Linked DNA regions of Mus musculus: regions 1, 2, 4 and 5 are each linked to region 3. Evidence: chromatin contacts called from public promoter capture Hi-C data. All regions are on one chromosome and are shown on one strand. Each heading gives the region's core, a stretch centred on a gene start, on an enhancer-like site or on the middle of the called end of the contact. The rest is flanking DNA. Distances are from core to core; before and after follow the strand shown.

Region 1 (2,700 bases), core at 44-2,543, 2.8 Mb after region 3:
AAACTACAGAAAAGAATTATATCAGAATAATAAAAAAGGTAGAACCATCACTGAGTTCTACAGAAAACACAAGAGACTGCAGTAATCTCTTGTGGTTTAACCTAGATAGAATCAATCATAAACCTCATGAATCCAGAGCATGTAGGTTGTGTGCCTGTCTAGTCTTAATTTAGTTTTCAAAACATATAATCTGAACTTCTGGCTGTGGACATGCATGCAGGAATTGTCACAGATACACTAGTAGATAGACAATCCCAATGGACTACTTCTCTAGAGAGAGATCTGCAGGAGTAAAGGAAAACACATATTCAAATTGGCCTAGGAACCTAGCCTAATAGTGCTAAAATGACAACCCAGGGGAGTAGTGATAAATACAGCTCATTTTCTCCTCCTGTATACATCAGAAAATATTGCAGGACTCTCTAAGATTTATTTATTTAGCCTCATTTGTCTTCTACGTCATATCATATGTTAATCCACAGGTGCTAACCCTAATGCCAGTACAGCTTTCTTTTCTGACATGCAAACCTAGTTTCTTTTCCAAAACACTCACGGTTATTTCTAGATCTAAATCACTAGATTGGTTATCTCTCTCTCTCTCTTCAGAAAAATCATAATACAAGGCAACGTTCAGACAAGACTCTGACTTATAGACTTAGTCATGGAGTCCAAGTTGTAATTTTTCTTTTCTTTCTTTCTTTCTTTCTTTCCTTTCTTTCTTTTTTTTTTTTTTTTGCGACAGGATATCACTAAAAGTCATGGGTCTCTGCCTCCACAGACCTGGAGTCAGCCCACCCAGCTCTGAAACAACTAATCTATTTCATATACCTCTCCGAACCTAGTATCTAGGAAAGAAACTCAAACTTTTATATGCTCAACAGAAAAAACAAGAAGCCAAAGAACAGGGGAACAGAGGCGGGATCTCTGATCTCACTTTTTCCCAAAAGTTCTGTCCTCTTTAGTTTCCTGCACAAGGACAGCCTCAGACGGACGAGCCTACACATGCACCCCACCATTTCCTTGAGTTTCTTACACGTGTTCTTCCTGCCAAGCTTGGCCAAAGGGAGCTGACCTCCCAACCAATCCCTCCCCTCGGAGTGCTCAAGCCCCGCCTCCCTGTGCAGGGCTGGTTGCCTTTGTTCTCCCCCGCACTCTTTCCGGACCTGGGCGCTCCAAGCAAACCGAGTGGCAGCCCGTGATTGGTGGTCGCGGCACAGCCAATCAGAAGGGGGCACCTCACACTAGGGCTCGGAGTTTTAAACGCGGAGCTGAGGGGCGCGCCCGCGCGGAGGGCTCAGGCAGCGGGGCGGGGCGGTGTAGGCGGGGCGCCACGGCTCTCGCCCTGATTCGTGCGGGGATTGGACGGGCCGCGGCTTCCTTACCTCCAACCAATCACCGGCCTGAACTTCCTGGAGGCTTTGGTGCGCTCCGGCGTCGCTCGGGAGGTCGGCGAGTGCTCTGCGGTGGCCGGTGTCTGCAGGCCCAGCTCTGCACCCAATCATGAAGCTCCGGAAAGCTTGGCTGTTGGTCCTGCTCTTGGCGCTGACACAGCTGCTGGCTGCTGCGAGCGCCGGAGATGCACACGAAGGTGAGCGGGAGGGCGGGTCGGAGGAGCAGCTCGCGTGGGTTGCAAACCTTGCTGGGGCCTGACAGGGTGCTTCGCTCACACCCCTGCGGAATTAGTGACCCGGTAGCAACGAACTTAATGGAGTTTCAGTGTAGGGCCGAATCTAGGGGTGTGGGCCTCTTTAGTTCCTACCTGAGACTAGGACACGGAGGGACGTGCCGAGTGCCTGGTTCGCAGCTCGTCTCTTTACCCTCACTACTGAGATTTGCCCCTTTGTTGAGTAAAATTTTCTGGAGAATACTCTCGTTTCCAAAACCGGTTTTAGAAAACGGAGGCGGGATGGCCGCTAGTAGGACCTGGAAGAGGCAGTCGCAGATACTGGGCATCTATATCAAGAAGTAGAAATAACTCAGGCTTTGTTTTCGTCTTTTATGGAAACTGGAGCTGCCGTATACAAGCATTTTATTCAGCGCCTTTTTTTGCCAGTCGCTGCACTGTGTTTTGAAAGTCGAGGCTGGTGGTGCATGTATTCTAGTAGGAACAGTATGTGTAACTCATAGACGTTATGCCCGCACCCTTTCTTCGAAATCCTCTACCGAAAACATAAAAACTTTGAAAATAGGAAGTACTAGTTAACGTTGTTCCTAGAGAACGGGTCTGATCGACACCTTTCCCTTCTAACCACTAACTTGTTGCCTACTAGGTTTAGTCTAATATAAACAAACCCCATTTTTAAAGTTTAGTGTGGAGGGGGAATGTGAACTTTATACTCCTAGGTTGAGTAAGATTCCTGTGGATCATTGATTTATGAGTCTTTGCCCAGGTAGGAAAGAGTAGAAATGAAGAGACTGCTGAAAGGGGCCAACTATCCGTCCTACCTATGAGTATATCTTGGCACTTTTGTCCAAACTGACTGAGGGCTCATTTCTTATAGAGACCCAAAATACATTGAAACAGAAAGAGGGCAGAGTCTTCATTTTAAGCAAATTTTTCACTTTTCAAAGCAGAATAGGCTTTGTGGGGGACACATGAAAGTTTGAGAACCAGTGTAGTTTGGTGTATGCTTTAAGAACGTGTTAAAAACTACACGGTTGTGAGACAGTGGTCAGTTTTAGGGTGATGTATGTTTGTTT
Region 2 (2,700 bases), core at 80-2,579, 2.1 Mb before region 3:
CCTCCCCCTACCCCCCAAGCCCCATTCTTGCCTCTTGGCCTACTTTTCTTCAAAGGTTACAAGTCTTGTTTTAGTGTACTGAAGATAAAAATTCTCCAGTGGAAATTGAATACTTTGCGATTATCCTCAAGGAACAGATATTCAAATATGTATACTGTCTTACTTAGGGTTTCATTGCTGTGAAAAGACACTATAACCATGGCCACTCTTATAAAAACAAAACCATTTAATTGGGGCTGGCTTACAGTTGCAGTGACCTAGTCTATTGTCATCATGGTGGGGCACATAGCAGCATCCAGGCAGACGTGGCGCTAGAGTTGGTGCTGAGAGTTCTAGGTCTTGATCTGAAAGCAGCAGAAGGGGACTGTGTGCCACACTAGCTGTCGTTTGAGCATATGTAAGACCTCAAAGCTGGTCTCCACAGTGATGCCTTTCCTCCAACAAGGCCACACCTTCTCCAATAAAGTCACACCTCCTATGTGCCAAGCACTCAAACATATGAGTCTATGGGGGCCATGCTTATTTAAGCCACCAAATATACCAAATAGTCAAATAAGGAAAGATCAGCAAAATATCTGTTTTTATAATATACATATATACTACTTCCTGGGTTTAAATGTACCATTAGATTTTGGGTTCAAAAGATGCAGGTTGTAGAAAATTTTAAACATTGACGCATTTCTTGGAACTCAGTAAGTTCCTAGAAATTCTACTCTTCAAAGAGAACAGTGCTATTAAATTACTTCCCTACTACTTTTCAAATACGACTGGAAAAACCATTGAGTTGTATATCACATAGATTTCAGTTATTACACACATGGTAGATTCTGTGATTGTGTTTCAACAGACGCTGAAAATATATATGTTAACCCTGGGAGGTCCATGTATTTATTACTGAAGTTAAAAATGAGTCCCTATACTAGGAAACACAACATTTCTGCTCTTTCCTTTAATACTGCAGTAGCTGCGGTTCTTGTCTGGGAGGAAGAAAAACAATTAGCAGCCCAGTGAAGAGGCAGTTGCTCAGTGCAGGTGCTCGGAGGAGGCGGTAGTGAGCGACAGCCACCGCCTCCCACACACCCCTCAGCTTTTGGGTAAACAAGAATTCTCTCACCCAAAGGTTGTAAATTCAGCAGGAGCCGGAGGCAAGGCAGGGCGTCTATGGATTTCGGGATCCTGATTGGACTGTTCCCGACTCCGGCCACGCCTCTCAACACAGTGCTCCGCCCCGCGCTGGGCGGAGTCCAAGCCGAGCAAGGAGAGCGCGTGCGCGAGCTGTCCTTACGGAGGTGCGGGCCATCCCGGCTGCGCACACTCGTAGTTCACAGGCCGTGTGTGAGGCGGCGGAGGTCACGGCGCGGAGGCGGGGCGGGGGACAGCATGGCAGCCTCCTTGGGGTTCCGGGGAGCAGCCTCCGGCCTCTGGTACTGGAGCGGCCGGCGGCGGCCCGTGGGCAGCCTTGCAGCGGGTAAGGACCTCGCGCCCCATCTGCTCTTCTTCCTCTGGTCATCCGAGGAGGGCTTTTCGCCCGAAGGGCTGCGGTTGGTTTGAGGGTAAAAGCGACAATTGTGGTCGCCTCCTAGGCCTGGGCCCCCTTGTAACTGCCTCCTGAGCCGTCAGCCTTCCACTCCTGCCCTATGCCCGGCTCCAGATTGTTCAGCGTTTCCTCTGCGGGACCCAGGAACAGCTTGTGATGAAGGGAGGAATGTTTGGGTCCCTGGCGTGCGCTTTGGATTTGGGGCTCCTAGGACATTTGGAGGGCTCAGCTCCAGAGGTGACCCCACCGCACCCACCTCTGGGACCCCTGGCCTTCCAGCTCCCTGGCTTCACCCTAAGCGGGGGCTCCCTCAGACTTCAAGGCCTAATTTGTGTTTTAACTACTCTAGTCGGTGGCATGGCGGTATCCTAGAAATCCAGCAAAGTTTGTCACCCTTGACCAGCAAGCAGAGCGAACTCCATTATGAAATGGAGTTGTGCTGCCTCAAAGTGGTGGACTTTTGTCGAAATATTAACCACAATTCTTTGCCTCAAAGTTGTGTCTATAACCTAACCGACTACTATGCTGTGCTGCAAGTATGGAAAGTGACCAGGTTTTAAGCTTTTAGAGCGACATGAATATCTGAGAACTGCTTTTCACATGAGGATCTCCCAAGGCCTTAGAATGAGTAAATTGGGACTTCTCCAACAAGATCCAGGAAGTACCCCTTGTTTCTCCCTGACTCTTGGATTTTCTAGGACATCAAGACACCTCTTTAATTAAGAATTGGTTGAAATGGTCATTACCAAGGCTTTTAGAATGCAGTTTCTCATTTGCTGTGGACATGACCATAAAGAAAAATTCCCATGAGGGTTTTCATATGCTACTTGTCTAGCAGTTAACCTGTTGGGAACATGTGTTGAAAAAAAAAATTGGTTGATTTGTGGGAGATACCGAAGGATTTTTTTTTTTAAATGTAAAAGTTTATTTTAACAATGTGCTGGTTAGCACTATCATATACAGGACTAGCAAACAAAACACCGTTGCCTTTGCTTAGCATGCAGGAGGCTCTGGATTCAGGGTGCTTGTGTTCACTTGTTTTAATTTTTGTGTAAGAAATATGTTGGGAGTTGATTTCTGAGCAGCTCCCAGTCTTTGCCCTCAGGAAAAACTTATGAAATTTCTTTCTGCTTTGGAAGAGCATTTGTGTGCAATAGGTAGCA
Region 3 (2,700 bases), core at 86-2,585:
ATACAAATAACTTAAAATAAACCTACATAAGGACTAAGTCTAAATGCTGAACGAGTACCCCCAAAAGCTAGGACAGTTTAATAACAATGAAAATACATCAGACCTCCTTATCTATGGTTCCCATATCCATGTCTTCAGAAATCAGCAGATCACATCACATACTATGTAGTTAGGCTTACAATATTCTCACCAATACAGAATGACTAGCGTTTTTGTCATTTTCCCTAAGTGACACCATACAGCACTGCATTTGGCAGTATAAGTTATAATCTAGAAATTATTTAAATATTGGGGAGATTGTGTAGATTATATACAAATATTACATCATTTCATGTGAAGGACTTAAACACCCATGGAATTCTGTATGGGTTCTGGGGATTGTTCTGGAATCAACTATCCCTGGGAATACCTAACAACTATACTCACACAAACTGACATCTTTGAGCAGATAGGACCAGTGGCTGGAAAGAGATCTATTGAGACTTTAGACCAGCCTTCTAACATCTCATGTTAATCTGATGGCGGAAGGAAAAGTGGTAGAATATAAACAAGCTCAACCAGAATATGTGAGTTCATACTGAGAAGGGCCCGGCACACACCAGGCATCTATAAACACACGATAAACTATGTCAAGGCTAGACAGAACATAGGGAATGGACCGACATTCATCTGAATTTGGGAGAGGGGAGTAATGAAGAAAACGTCCAGTGGCAGAATTTAAAGTGTCTGTGAGTTCGTTTTGAAGTACACCAGGAAAGTATGCTAAGGAGACTTCCATTTCCAATATGGTCAGAAGGGATGCCAAGTCTAGCGGATTCCCGGGAATCCTCTACTCAGGCGAATCCTGCTTCTCCCTTAAAGCTTGCCTGCACACCCTCCTCGTTTTCTACAAACACTAGGGGAAGAAAACAGGGACTCTGGGTAAGATGTGATCCTGTCTGCCACTTGTGCGTACCTTCCCCAGCTTTGAGGCTCTCACTGGGAGAGCAGGAAGATGGTTTAACAGAGTAAAGGTCACCAGCAGGCGTCCACTGCGAGGCCAGTGCAGTTGCGCCAGCCAGGAAGCCTTGACCAAGCCTGGGTAAAGGTCGCCAGCACACCGGCCGGCAGTCTCAGCACTCCCCGTGGGCGGAGGCCGAAGGAGTCCTAGGGCCGGGCGTTACCTGAGCCGAGCCACACCCGGATCCCAAGGGAGCATCGGCCCCGCTACTTGCCCTCGCCATCTCGCAGGCCAGAGGGTGACGTCACGCACGTCCACGCCTTACGTCCTAAGGCCTGTCGTAAGTGTCGGGCAAACGAGGCCTCTGAAGGAAGGGCGCCCTCTGGGCACATCCTACCATGCTAGCTCGCATGCGCGCGCACAAACCTGTCCTGGAGCCAATGAGGTGCGGTTACGTCACGGCGCAGCAGACGGCGCTACCGCACGTCGGGCCGCGGACGGGCGGAACAAGTGTGGTTGCACCGACACCGGTACATAGGCGCGGGCCGGCGTGTCCTTGGGCTAGAGCGCGGGACGTCTGTCTTCGAGTCCGAACGTTCGTGGTGTTGACCAGCCCGGAACGGTGAGCGCGCGACGGGGATGCGGACCGGGAACGGGGCGAGGAGGCCGGGGCAGGCCTAACCTACAAAGCCATGCAGAACTGTGGCACGGCTGGAGGCGGCGTGGGTGTAGGACCGGGGCCCGGAGTTCTAGAAGGAACTCGCCCGCCGCCCCTTCTGAGAGCAGAAGCTGCTGTTCCTTCAGGACTGGGCCAGTTCTTTTCCTGATTAAGCATCTGGGAGGGTGGGTTTGTAAAGTCGTAGTCACCCCTGGGATCTCAACGTGAGAGTGAGACGGTTCCTTCCCCAGTCCTCCCTCGCCTTCCCGTGCCGGACTAAAGCAAGAGAGAAGAGACTTAACCTCCTAATGAGACCGGAGCAGGCGGAAGCACTTAGGATCACCCCCAGCCTCCCTTATCTTTGGAAGTGACTTTAATCGGCAGCACTGACAGCAGTTTAGCATTCTGAAATGTTAAGAGTTGTAGTGGTTTTGCTTTAATGAGTCCGGTTTCATATTTGTGACTTTTTGACCTTGCCTTCTTCGGAAACTGGGGTTTGAGCTGTGGGTTTCCATTTCCCTTGGCATGGACCTGTCTTGAGCACAGACTTGCTTTAAAGGAGAGTCTCCTAGGTGATGTATTTGCTATTGAAGAATATTGCAAGTGGACTGAGTTAGCACCCTGCCTGGTGTTAAGAGGACATAAGAATAGCGGTTTGAATGGTCATTGGGATCCGTAGTACGTTTTACTGTTGGATCTTTTCCCTTTTAGAATTAAAAATGGGTGATGTTGAAAAAGGCAAGAAGATTTTTGTTCAGAAGTGTGCCCAGTGCCACACTGTGGAAAAGGGAGGCAAGCATAAGACTGGACCAAATCTCCACGGTCTGTTCGGGCGGAAGACAGGCCAGGCTGCTGGATTCTCTTACACAGATGCCAACAAGAACAAAGGTAACGGGGGGAGCTGCTGTCAGCCACAGCACAGGTTGCTTGGGTTAACCAGTGCAGAATTACCAGGTGTGTAAAACACTTAACCTCTGCATCTCTTTCTGTTTAGGCATCACCTGGGGAGAGGATACCCTGATGGAGTATTTGGAGAATCCCAAAAAGTACATCCCTGGAACAAAAATGATCTTCGCTGGAATTAAGAAGAAGGGAGAAAGGG
Region 4 (2,700 bases), core at 181-2,680, 2.0 Mb after region 3:
TAGGAGATGCCTCAGCATGTACCCTGTGTTGGCTGATTAGATTAGAACTTTCTCTTGACTATTTTGTCAGTCCTTTTCAGGAGCATGCCCAGATGGGACCTGGCTCCCTAATTCTACCCTGTTACACCGCACAAACATACATCCAGGGGCATTCCACAGTCCCACTCTGTGCAAGCTTGCCAGCCTCCTCTCCTCTCACATTCCTACACCTGGGGAAGAAGGAGCTCTAGTCTCCCACACAACCAGAGAATTTAAGCCAGTCAGTGTGAGATGCCAAAGCTTTTAAATTCAGACTCCATTTTAGAGAATCTGACCTAAGCTTGAACTCAGGTAGACTACAGGCCGGTATCTAGCATTAGTATCCAAGTTGTCCCCACAACAAAACCTGAGCCTAGCTCGTCTCTAGGCTAATCCCCAACAAGAGCAGAGTTTCCAAGTTACACCCCTAACAAGACCAGTATCTCCTGGTTATTCCCCCAACAAACCTGCACCCCAGGTTGCAAGCCCAACCCTTGCCTAATGACCACCCATGCAGAGGGGAGCAGAAGTTAAGTTTATGATGTGACTCCCAGCACCAGCCAGTTATATTAAAGGCCAAAGTAGCTTTCCATTTAGATGCTCGCATTCGTATTCCATGTTTGGTGCTTACTATAAAGCCTTGCCACATAGACATTCGGGGCTCCTCCCCCACCAAAACCGTCCTGTGTGAGGGTGGTGCATTGGGGGGGCTTGAGCTAGCTCGAATAGAATAAAGACCCTGCTGTGAGTTGCATCAGATCAGCTCCTGTGTGTGTGTGTGTGTGTGTGTGTGTTTGGCGGGGGGGGGGGGGGGGTCACTAACTTTTCCCTGGCACAACAGTGGAGGATGTTTTAAACAACACTCCGCCATCTTCTGAGCTCACATAGCCAAAGTGACAAAAGCCACGGATAAGTTCCTGCTGGGAGACTACACTTCCCAGCTTCCTTTGGGGACTACTGAAGTCATTTCCACCCATTTCTGACCCCAATAAGGGGCCGCATCCTTCTTCCTTTGTAGGCATTTTTGCCATTTGCATATCTTGTGACAAATGCTCCCTCACCGAGAATAAACAAGACCAAAACTTTTTCCGCCTTTTTCTCTACGGCTGCTCTTTTAAAATAATCTATCACACTAGCGGAACCCTTGTTGTTATGTATACCAAGAGGCTGTGATTGTGGGATAGGAAATCCAATCCTAATGTCTCCTGGCCACCAAGGCAGCACCCACCTCACCGGCCGCGATTGTTACCGGTTAAAGCGTTCTGTCTGTTAACTGCACTCAGAGCAGTGCCTGGGGCTGAGGGCGTGGCCACTAACCGCGGGCGGTTCCAGAAGAATCCAGCATCCCCCAAACAAACAGAACACGCAACTCGGTTTCTGGCGCAGGCCCAGCCGACCCGGAACCTGCGAAAGGCCGGAAGGGGCGGGGAGTGGTGCGACGCAGAAAAAGTTGTTTTTAAGGGACGCGCTGCGGCTGGCAGGGTACGCAAGTGACGCAGATTACACAACCAGAGGAGCTTCTAGCTCTTTGTGCTGGAACCCGCGGCCAGTGCTGCTGGAGGATTTTGTTCCTGTTAGTTTGGTCATTAGCACATTTGACAGAGCGACGTTGGGAAAGGCATTTATGGTTCCTTAACGAATGTGTTCTGTGACATTCAGTATGCTAGGCTGCAGGCCAGTGGTGACCTAGATTTTCTAACCCGATAAACGGTGCCTGGTACGTGCTCGCCCACCCCTCTCCGAACCCTGCCCCTCACAGCGGTGCAGTCATGCTCACCGCCTAGGACTGCAGACAAAAGGTGCCACAATAACGATAAGAAGGACCCCTTGTGGGAACCTTACCCGTATTTTTAGAAAACTACATCAGAATGTTTCCTGAGATAAATGTGCACTGCCTAGTGATATTCCCAAAGGCCTTGCCCCCAGAGATGTCACCAACGCAAACTGCCACCTTTGTAAATGACATTGTCCAACGGATAAAGAGGTCACCTTAACTAGGCACAGGGGAGAATGCCTCTCACTTTCTTTCACAGGCCACTTGGAAATGTCTACATTGGGAGGGTTTTCCATCTCCTGATGCTTTCTGTGCACTCAGACAAAGCAATCCCAGTTCAGTCCACACCCTTCCAGCCTGGGCTGGCTAAGTATAGGCACAGTTTTGTTGTTGTTCACATCTTTGCACTGTATCACAGTGCAAAGTCCTTAATGAATACGTGTTTGATGACGTTCAGTGTGCTAGGCTGCAGGCCAGTGGTGACCTAGCTTTTCTAATCCGTCAAATGGTGCCCGGTATCCATTTGATCTCCCTTGAACTTCTCCATGTGATGGACCAGCCTGAGTCTATTTTAAGATTAGAAGCTATAAATGTTCCTTCTAGGAAGGTGTGGAACCCCAAGAACCGCACAACTCTTAGCAGAGAGAGTGTCCCAATGGTAGACATGGTAGCCTAGGAACCACACAGCTCAGAGGTAGGACAGTGTCCCAATAGAAGAGCGTCCTGAGACACAGGAGCCCAGGAACCACATAGCTCTGAGAGGAAGCCTCCTCAGCAAGAGGCACTGCAGCTCCCAGGGAAGGGTATACCCAGCTGAGCTCTGGAGCCTCAGCCCCGCTCCACTTCTCTTCATTGCTTCTTTGCTTCTTCTGATGCTAAAAAACAAAAACAAAAACAAAAACATCACA
Region 5 (2,742 bases), core at 95-2,594, 2.1 Mb after region 3:
CTCTGAATCCTTCTATTTCATAATGAAATGAGGTCCCACTGGGCATCCTGCATGGTCACCCCACCTGGTGCACCCCACCTGGCCTGGGGGTTCCTTCCTCTGGGCCTACTATTGGGCCTGGGACCAAAATAGGGCCAGTATGAGTTTCCCCAGTTGCTTCCAGATATCTAGGGTTGGTGCCTGGGAGTTGAGCAGTCCTGGGGAAGGGTCAGCATCTATTCTGGGCACAGTGTCCTTCTAACTTCTCTAACATTCTCACCTGGCCACTGTTCCTGCATATCCTACATACGTGGACTGCAGTTCTCAAAGCCCATTCTTGCACACAGAGAGGGACACAAACTCTGCTCCTAGCCATCTTTACTCAGTGAAGCAGCCAGTTATTAAAAGAGCCTTTTGCATCTTGAGTCACAGGACCTCCTGATCCTTCAGGTCGGTCTCCATTGCTCCAGATTTCACTCTAACTATCTGTAAATGTTGAGGACATCCCTGCTCCATCTTATAAGGCTAGCCTTGGGTCACTGCCCTGATTCCACAGGTGTCACTATCCTTGTGTCAGGGTGCCATTGTCAGGGACCGTGTCCTATCCAAGAGGGCCATTTAATGGCCTCCTCTTCCCAGACTCTCTCCCAGCAGCTCTGTTCTGCAACTTGGCTGACAAGGGAAGCTTGGACTGGGGAGAAATGTAACTTGGATCTGCCCTTTTCCCTACAGGGGCAGGCAGGCGGAAATGGGAGCCCATGGGAGTTTGAAGAAAAATCACAGGGCATGGAATATCCAGCCTAGATTTTAATTCCAGGGCTGGGTGAGGGTGTCTGAAGAGCAGAGGGGGATGGCTTAGGAGTACCTGCACCCATGAGCAGAAATGGTGGAAGTCTGGGGAGAGATCCACACCTAACGCCAGGAGGTTTTCTTACCCACGGACAACACTCCCCCGCCCCCGCCCAGCCCCGCCCCACCTCACCCCCTGCAGTTTCCATGCCTGTCCAGCGGTCTCAGTCGGGGACTTGGTTCCTTTTTCCCCATTTTCTACTTTGAGAGCCCTCTCTCTGCCCTCTTAGATTGGTTCTTAATCCTCAGTCTCCGCGGTGAGACTTGGATCGCGTCCTCCGGTCTGGGTGGATCCTGGTGGAGAGTTTTTTGACCGATTCTCCCAATCTCTGCTGGCCAGACAGTCTCCCGCGGGACCGCGGCGCTACCACTTACTCGGCTGCCACTGGCGATTTTAAAGACAGCCATACACACATTGCTCTCCTCCCCAAACACGCCCCCTCCTCTCCCTACTCCCCCCAACTCTTCACTACTACCACCACCACCCCGTTCCGCGCTCCACCTTTCTCCAGCTCCTCCCTCCTAGGCTGTGAGCACCCTCCCTTCTAGCCCGAGTGCCCTTCCTTCTAGCCTCTTCTTCTCCTTCCTCTCCCCTCTGCCCTTCCTCGGTCCTAAGCTCCCACTTTCCATCTCCACACTCCGGGCATCTTGCCCTCAGACCGTCACCTGCACCCAAGCCCATTAGTGCACCCTCCCGCGGCAGGTCTCTCGAAGACCCTCCGCTTTAGCCTGTGCCCCGGAGCAGTGTTCCCGCTTCCCGGGTTCCTCCCCCCGATCACCCGCAACGCTGCCCCACACCCTCTCCCTCCGCGTCTTTCCTTCCCCTCCCCGCGAAGTTTCAGGGCTGTCAGTCCCGGAGTCTTTCGGGCAGCCCGCACCCAAGCTGCAGGCAGCCGGCGCCATTGTGCAAACGGCCGCCCGGGACCGGAGGCCCGAGCGCCTGGGTCCCCGAAGCGGGCCGCGGCACGTAGCCGCAGGAGCCCGCCAGGTAAGGACACCCGAGACTCCCGGGCAGGCGTCTCCCCCGCCACCCAAACGGAGCTTTACAAGCCCTGCCGACCCACGGCAGGTGACAACCCCGAGGGAAGGGGCGCGCAGACGCGAGTGTGGGGGAGGGGGGGGGTCAGACCAGGAGGGAAGGGAGTCAGGAGGGAGGGTCCTGGCGCAGATGGGGAGACTAGGAAACTGGAGGGGAGGGCAAGGACTCGGGGAGGCCCGGTGGGAGCAGGTGGGAAGAGGGCGGGAGGGGCCTGCGGGGAGGATCCCCAGGAGCGGGAGTAGGGTTCCTCGGGATAGAGGAAGGGTCCAGTGCGAAAGGGCAGGAAACGGGCTCAGGGATGGGGCTGGTCGGGAGCGAAGGACGCTGACAGGTGAGCCTAGAGCAGGGCAGGGGGCCGGGACCCGGAGTGACTCCGGAGCTCTAACAGGGGCGGGGATTGGGGGGAGTCTAGTCAGAAGGAAAACTCCGGAGAGGGCGTGAAGTCAGTGGGGAGCAGAAATGGGCAAGGGGGCTGCTGAGAGGGAGGTGTGTTGGGAAGAAAGGGGTATGGGGAGGGGCAGAACGAGGGAGTAGGTCCAGAGAATGTGGGGTTAGCTTGGATTCCCCCCCCCAAGATGGGGGGCGTGAGACCTGGAAGCTAGGGAGCGGACTAGGAGGGGGAGGGGAAGAACAAGGCTGGGGACCGGGAGGGGAGAGAAGCGGAGCCGGAGCTTGCAGGGTAGGCAGAGGGGGAAGGGAGGCGGGGGCCGCTGAGGGGGGAAGGAGAGCAGCGGGAGGGAGGGAAGCAGAGGGGAGGCTGGTGTGGGGGAGGGGGAGGGAACTGAGGAGAGGAAAGAAGGAAAAGAAACCCGAGTGGGGGAGGAGAGGGGAGGGGCAAGCGGATGGGGGAGAGCAGCTGAGAAGGGGAGGGCGGG

The links. Promoter capture Hi-C pulls out the DNA fragments that hold promoters and counts their contacts.
Region 1: a promoter capture Hi-C map of pre-B cells shows a contact between it and region 3, with 5 times the contacts expected there. The contact joins the promoter of Pdia4 here to the promoter of 5430402O13Rik in region 3. A contact is called at or near these places in 5 of 39 promoter capture datasets (cranial neural crest, hippocampal neurons, liver and 2 more) and 1 of 9 other capture datasets (liver).
Region 2: a contact with region 3 is called in a promoter capture Hi-C map of pre-B cells, with 2.1 times the contacts expected there. The contact joins the promoter of Hibadh here to the promoter of 5430402O13Rik in region 3. A contact is called at or near these places in 11 of 39 promoter capture datasets (the 3T3-L1 cell line, 3T3-L1-derived adipocytes, the C10 cell line and 7 more) and 1 of 9 other capture datasets (liver).
Region 4: a promoter capture Hi-C map of liver shows a contact between it and region 3, with 5 times the contacts expected there. The contact joins the promoter of Lrrc61 here to the promoter of 5430402O13Rik in region 3. A contact is called at or near these places in 3 of 39 promoter capture datasets (hippocampal neurons, liver and pre-B cells), 2 of 115 datasets of contacts at active chromatin or transcription factors (astrocytes and extraembryonic endoderm stem cells) and 2 of 9 other capture datasets (adipose tissue and liver).
Region 5: a promoter capture Hi-C map of liver shows a contact between it and region 3, with 5 times the contacts expected there. The contact joins the promoter of Zfp467 here to the promoter of 5430402O13Rik in region 3. A contact is called at or near these places in 7 of 39 promoter capture datasets (the 3T3-L1 cell line, hippocampal neurons, liver and 2 more) and 1 of 115 datasets of contacts at active chromatin or transcription factors (astrocytes).

The regions. Positions count from the first base shown.
Region 1 is chr6:47,812,105-47,814,804 of GRCm38.p6, reverse strand. It overlaps Pdia4 (protein disulfide isomerase associated 4), which reads left to right and starts at 1,293. Exons shown (of 10, transcript NM_009787.2): 1 at 1,293-1,588. The coding sequence starts at 1,501.
Region 2 is chr6:52,638,929-52,641,628 of GRCm38.p6, reverse strand. It overlaps Hibadh (3-hydroxyisobutyrate dehydrogenase), which reads left to right and starts at 1,329. Exons shown (of 8, transcript NM_145567.1): 1 at 1,329-1,468. The coding sequence starts at 1,381. LOC115490472 (a small nucleolar RNA gene) reads left to right here and starts at 2,274; the gene lies at 2,274-2,395.
Region 3 is chr6:50,565,278-50,567,977 of GRCm38.p6, reverse strand. 5430402O13Rik (RIKEN cDNA 5430402O13 gene) reads right to left here and starts at 1,335. Exons shown (of 3, transcript NR_027892.1): 1 at 956-1,335. It overlaps Cycs (cytochrome c, somatic), which reads left to right and starts at 1,409. Exons shown (of 3, transcript NM_007808.5): 1 at 1,409-1,562; 2 at 2,310-2,486; 3 at 2,593-2,700. The coding sequence starts at 2,318.
Region 4 is chr6:48,553,529-48,556,228 of GRCm38.p6, reverse strand. Lrrc61 (leucine rich repeat containing 61) reads right to left here and starts at 1,430. Exons shown (of 3, transcript NM_177736.3): 1 at 1,247-1,430.
Region 5 is chr6:48,444,427-48,447,168 of GRCm38.p6, reverse strand. Zfp467 (zinc finger protein 467) reads left to right here and starts at 1,344. Exons shown (of 5, transcript NM_020589.2): 1 at 1,344-1,816. It also overlaps a transcript of Sspo not described here.